2 separate regions of the Hordeum vulgare genome follow, and region 1 is linked to region 2. A link is a contact called in public Hi-C data. All regions are on one chromosome and are shown on one strand. The core of a region is the stretch at or near the end of the contact, and the rest is flanking DNA. Distances in the headings are between cores, read along the strand shown. Region 1 has its middle 9.3 kb from the start of LOC123395097. Region 2 holds the start of LOC123399528.

What was found. Hi-C and Micro-C count contacts between places; a contact is called where the count stands out from the background.
Region 1: a contact with region 2 is called in a Hi-C map of leaf, with 1.6 times the contacts expected there. The contact joins the enhancer-like site here to the promoter of LOC123399528 in region 2.

What each region holds. Positions count from the first base shown.
Region 1 is chr5H:578,436,114-578,439,391 of MorexV3_pseudomolecules_assembly, reverse strand. No RefSeq gene overlaps it. Among protein-coding and RNA genes, the nearest start is that of LOC123395097, 9.3 kb to the left of the region's middle. Within about 2 kb of position 1,826, at least 3 of the 3 cell types and tissues checked have open chromatin away from gene starts, as enhancers often do. A contact at or near this core is called in leaf, where this site is marked.
Region 2 is chr5H:578,394,229-578,397,160 of MorexV3_pseudomolecules_assembly, reverse strand. LOC123399528 reads left to right here and starts at 1,532. Exons shown (of 2, transcript XM_045093927.1): 1 at 1,532-2,101; 2 at 2,516-2,932. The coding sequence starts at 1,760.

The DNA of each region.
Region 1 (3,278 bases), core at 577-3,076, 42 kb before region 2:
TATTCCACCAAGATATTTCATCCATCGAACCATGATGTCAAGGATTCAGACAATCCCTATCCATTTTTTTTGTCTCAAGATAAGTAACTTGTGTTCAAAAAATGCCCTAGTGACAATAATAAATTGTGTATTATCATATTTCCTTATTCATGATAATCGTTTATTATCGATGTTAGAATTGTATTGATCGGAAACTCAAATACATGTGTGGATACATAGACAACACCGTGTCCGTAGTGAGCCTCTACTAGACTAGCTCATTGATCAAAGATTGTTAAGGTTTCCTAACCATAGACATGAGTAGTCACTTGATAACGGGATCATATCATTAGAAGAATGATGCGATGGACAAGACCTGACCATAAGCATAGCATTTAATTGTATCACTTAGTTTATTGCTATTGTTTTCTTCATGTCAAATATTTGTTCCTAAGACCATGATATCATGGAACTCCCTGACACCGAAGAATTCCTTGTGCGTATCAAACGTTACTTCGTAACTGGGTAATCATAAAGATACTCTCCACATATCTCGAGGGTGTCTGTTGGGTTGGCATGGATCGAGACTGGGATTTGTCACTCCGTATGACAAAGAGGTATCTCTGGGCCCTCTCGGTAATACAACAATACAAAAAGTTTGGAAGCAATGTGACTAAGGAGTTAGTCATAGTATCTTCTATCACAAAGCGAGTACAGAGACTTGTCGGCGAGGAGATTGAACTAGGCAAAAATGTACCGATGATCAAATCTCGGGCAAGTAACATACCGCTCAACAAAGGGAACCACATACGGGATTGATTGAATCATGGGCATCGCGGTTTGACCGATAACGATCTTCGTGGAATATGTGTGAACCAACACGGGAATCCACGTTCCGCTATTGGTTACTGATCGGAGAGGTGTCTCGGCTATTAAAAAAAAGTGCAGGTATTTTTAAAAAAAAATCATAATTTGTTCAGAGTTTTCAAAAATGTTCTTGCTTTAAATTTTTTATAAAAAATGTTCATGCTTTATGAAAAAATGTTTCTCTTTTATAATGTTTATTCAAAATTGAATTTGTTTTTCAAACTTTGTTTACCAATTCTAAAAAAGTTCATGATTTGAAAATGTTCATGAAATTTCAAAAATGTTCTTTATTTTCTACATATGTTTTCCATCCCAAGAAATGTATGTAAGTTCAAAAAATGTTCGTTTTTGTTCCACAAGAGGCACGTCGGTGCCTCTAGGAAATGGAAAAATAATGCATCCTCTGTTTGTTTTTCTTTCAGGAGAGACACAGTTTTGCTTTCGCAAGAGGCATGAGGAAAAAAATGTGTTTTCTGCTTTTTTTTACGGAGGCACTGGTTTTCTTCCGTGAGAGGCACATGTTTGGCTCCACAAGAGGGTACGACCTAGCCTCTCAAAAACAAAAAAAGTACGCATTTTTTTCCTTCCACAAGAGGCACAGTTTTTTTGACCGGTTTTTCCGTGAAAGAAAGAGTTTGTCAAAACCTATTAGCATGGGATCGAGTTTTGAAGATTTAAACGCGAAGAATCCAAGGGTAAAACAGTTCAAGATTTGGACGCACGGTTTAATGGATACAATGTTTTGAAAATAGCGGATCTACGAAAAGGAAAAAGTTCCAGATTACAACAAATGATAAACATGCAATGCGCCATTTGTCGTAAGATGAAGAAATAAGAGTGATGTTTAGGAGGAATACTTCTCAAATTGTAATTTTGAGGTAACCGTAGATATCATGGGCTGGCTCAATAGGTCGCCCGCCAGAGGCGAGACATAAGTCCGCCTCACACTGGGCTATATGTAGTTCTGGCGCGCTAAACGGGGAGCTCCTAGTCGGCGCCTTAAGCGCTGGCTAGGAGAACCAGCGCCTACAGGCCATACAAAACGGGCCGGCCCAGTTCCAGGGCTGATTTTTCTATAAAAAACCAAAAAACAAAAACAAAACTGGACATATTTTTTTCATAAAATAGAAAATGGTTCATAAATTTTGAAATGAAAGTTCATGAATTTGAAAAAATTCACTGTGATCTAAAAAAAGTTTACGGATTTCCAAAATCAGTTCATGAATTTGAAAAATGTTTTAAAGAAAGTTCGTTGAACTGAAAAAATAGTTCACAAACCCTAAAAAAGTTCATCATTTTTGAAAAAAGGTCATCAAAATTTGGAAAAAAGTTCACCAATATTAAAAAGTGTTCACAAATTTTGAAAACTAATTCATGAATTTGGTAAAATAAAAATAAAAACAGGGCTGTACTTTTTGCAAAAAAATTTAAAGTAAAATAAAAATGGAAAAAGTAATAAAGAGAGTAAATAAAAAACAAGAAAAAAATAAAAACCGAAGAAAAAGAAGTCCTAAAAAAGCTAAATGGAAAAGACCGGGTAAGCCGCCATCCTACTGGGCCGGCCCATGACCGGCGCTGCGGGCACCGATTAAGAAAAATGCACTTTAATCGACGCCTGCAGCACCAAATAGGATTTGCCCGTTGAACGACCCAAAGCATATGCTGCAGCGTGTTGCACTGTTAACCAAAGAAGCAGCTAGAACGAAGGCGTTTTCTCAAAAAACAAAAAAACATTGCAGATTCCACTTTCTATCATTCAGGACAAATGATCATGCATGCATGCTTCTATGCACCGCGGGAACGATATACATGTGCTGCCCGTAGGTTTCCATGTGCTCACCTGTGTATGTTGTTAATTGCTCTTTCTGTTTTTAAATATAATTTTTTAAGTATTTTTTTTATGAATCACATAAGAGCAAAACGAATGAATCTATATTTTAAATTATGTCTATAAGTATTTGTATATAATATTTTGTTGAATTTTTAGAACGATTTATATTTAAGACCGGAGGGAGTATATTTTTAGCCCCTGAAAAGTGGCGTACCTATTGCTGCTGTTGCAATTTGTATGTGTGCCGACATCGGACGGTCTTTTGGACCATGCATTGCACATGTGCACGGGTACGTACGTCACGTTCGAGAAAGAAATAAGAACATCAGCACACTTGCTCTCGGTCCCCGTTCCTTGATAACGGCCTTGGTCTGGGGGCTATCTCGGCCGACCTCAACGCACCGGCGGGGCCTTGTGTGTGTCACATGCTAATCGCTTTGGTTTGATGCCATCTCGATAAAGCTTTACCATAAGATCGATAGTACACGCACGTCTGGATAAAGCTTTACCATACGAACCAACTTACAGCTCCAAGCCCATATATACACACATAGCTCCACAACTCACACATATCTATCCCTACTAATAAAACACATATTGC
Region 2 (2,932 bases), core at 283-2,782:
GAACTAGCTCCAATTAACACCTATTATCTAATGGATAGAGAGAGAAAAGTGACTTTTTAGTAGGCCCCATGAAAACTAGCTCCAATTAGCACCTCTTGGATGGGCTAGTTTTTTTGGATGGGTTAGATGCAACTAGCTCCAATCTAACCCTCATGTTTGGATACTTTAGTGCTATTTGAGTCCCAACTAGCTTAAACTAACTCTAGCCTATGGATCCAAACAGGGCCAAGAATATATACGCAAACTCGGTGTAGTTACCTACGGAAGAAGGTCTGGTTGATGTATATGTTGCACAAGATGTTTTTTATTTTTGCTGTTGCAACTTGATTGTGGCCGTGCCGACATGGGTGTTGATCTTTTCAGCCACGCGTTGCACGGCCATGTATGTATGTAGGGTATATGTATGTATGCATGTCACCTTCAACAAAGAAGGTTAATGAAAACACACTAGCTTTCGGCCCCGGCCGTTCCTCGACAACCCCCTTGGCCTGGGAATATGTACCACACTGGCCGGCCGGCCTGAACGCACCGGCCGGTCCTTGTGGCACAAGCTAGTTGCTTTGGTTCGATGTCGTTTCTTCTGTACGTACAAGAGTGCTACCGTCTTGCTCAACCTTTACCATACGAAATCAACTCATTGGATGCATAGTACGTTCATACTCCCTCCCTCCGTTTGTCTCGAATTACATGTCACGGAAATAAATAGAAGCAAACATATTTGTTGTCATTTCTTGGGCAAATAATTAGGGACGGAGGGAGTATGCACTATATGTTGAAATGTTTCTGTCAACGAAATGAATCGTGCTAGCAAGGTTAGGAAATGTTGGAGACGTATACGTCGTGTGGTGGTGTGTATTAATGGAGCAGCTAGCTAGATCGGATGGCAGGGCAGGGCAGGGCAAACAGGTGGGGAGGTAGAAGATAGAACAGTCCCTGAAACGGAGACCTCACACCTAATCCGAGCGCACACCTGGCGCCCGATCCCGCGTCGTGCCTAGCCCATTATACTTATAAGATTCAGTCCACCATCTACACATACATACGTCGCCTTCACGCACGCTAGCAACCAAAAGTTGGCCCAAAAAGTTGGCCTCACTAATTTTACACTGCACTCCATCGAACCAACCAGTCGATGCAGAGAGAGAGAGAGAGAGAGAGAGAGAGGTCAATCGTCGATCCGTCACCCACGCATGTATCCATGTGCGCGCGCAAACTCTCGTGCAGCGACCGCCCATGCCCACTCGCGAGCGTGTACACATTAACAACCAACCCGAATTCCACGGTTTTCCACCGTGTATATCAATCATAGGCACGTACTATACTCAGCCTTGTTGTTTTTCTTCCTTGCAGATACAACACGTACACGTGGACGTGGACAACTTGGCTAGCCTCCAAAGGCATCTACTACTAACTAGGGCGCAACATGTGAAGCCAAATTACGGTGCATGCATGTGTTAACTTAATATAAGTACTTACTTGAGTATAGTGGTACAAATTACTTACTACCTCGGCAGCACGGCAGAGGCAACGACCCTAGCCGATCGAGCACAACTATATCTTGGTCTACATGCTGCGTCGGCGTCAGTTCCCCAAGGGACCGCCGGGATGACCGGAGCAACCTGTTGAAACGCTTCTTATACGCTCCGTTTAGCCCCCATGCCTATCTAGCCTGCTAATCCCATCACACATACATGAGGTGAGTACATGATCACTCTACTTCGCTAGTGCTACACCATCAGTTAGCTAGCTGGTGATCGATATGGGGAAGGTGGTCGTCGCAGAGGCCACGGCGCGTCAGGTGGTGGCCTTCGTCCTCGGCGCCGCCGCGGCGCTCACCATCGTCGTGCTCGTCCAGTACCGGGCGCCGGCCGCCGGGCTCAGCCGCGCCAGGACGCCGGGGCACTTCTCCGGCCTGAGATCATCATCCGGCGACCAGCACCACCGCCGCAACGGGACCACAGCACGTGCCGTTGTTGTTCATCATGCACCACCGGACAATCGTCGCCGTCCGGCGAACACAACAACAATCACAAAGCGCAACCCTTCCTCTACTGCCGCTGCTCTAAGTCATCTTCCCAGCACACGTCACCATGGAGAAAAGGTCAGTTCGATATCGAGTTTCTCAATTATCCGATCAAGTAGCTAGTTTCTTACTACTCCCGTAAACTAACATAAGGACGTTTAGATCATTACTTTAATGATCTAAACGTTTTTATACTATTAGTTTACGGACTGAGTACTAGTTAATCTGCTTTTGCCGATGAGCAAATTCAGGGCGGTATGGTTGAGCGCCAATACTACTTTCTTGCAGTGGCAGTTACCAGTCATGTGTTGCCGCTGAATCAATCAACCACCCTTCTTTTTGTTGATCTAACTTATCACGACTTGACGAGAGTCCGTCAATACCGTTGTCAGTTACAGATCGTTTCAAATCGTTCTAGAATTAATAACGCCAAATTTGACCAGAAAACAGTGCCTAAAAATACTGATGGATCATGCATGCATGCCATGTCAGGGAGCGAAGGAGGAGGCGGCGGAGTTCCGGGGGCTGGCGGCAGCGGTGGCGCGAGCAGCGACGGACGATCGGACGGTGATCATCACGTGCGTGAACCAGGCCTGGGCGGCGCCGGGCTCCCTGCTGGACCTGTTCCTGGAGAGCTTCCGCATCGGCGACGGCACGGCGCGCCTCCTCCCGCACGTTCTCGTCGTGGCCATGGACGCCGGCGCCCACGCGCGGTGCCTCGCCGTGCACCGGCACTGCTACCACTACACCATCCCGGGGCTCAACATCGACTTCGCCGCCCACAAGTACTTCCTCTCCAAGGACTACCTGGAGCTGGTGTGGAGCAAGCTGAAGCTGCAGCGCCGGATCCTGGAGCTCGGCTACGGCTTCCTCTTCACCGACGTCGACATCGTGTGGCTGCGCGACCCG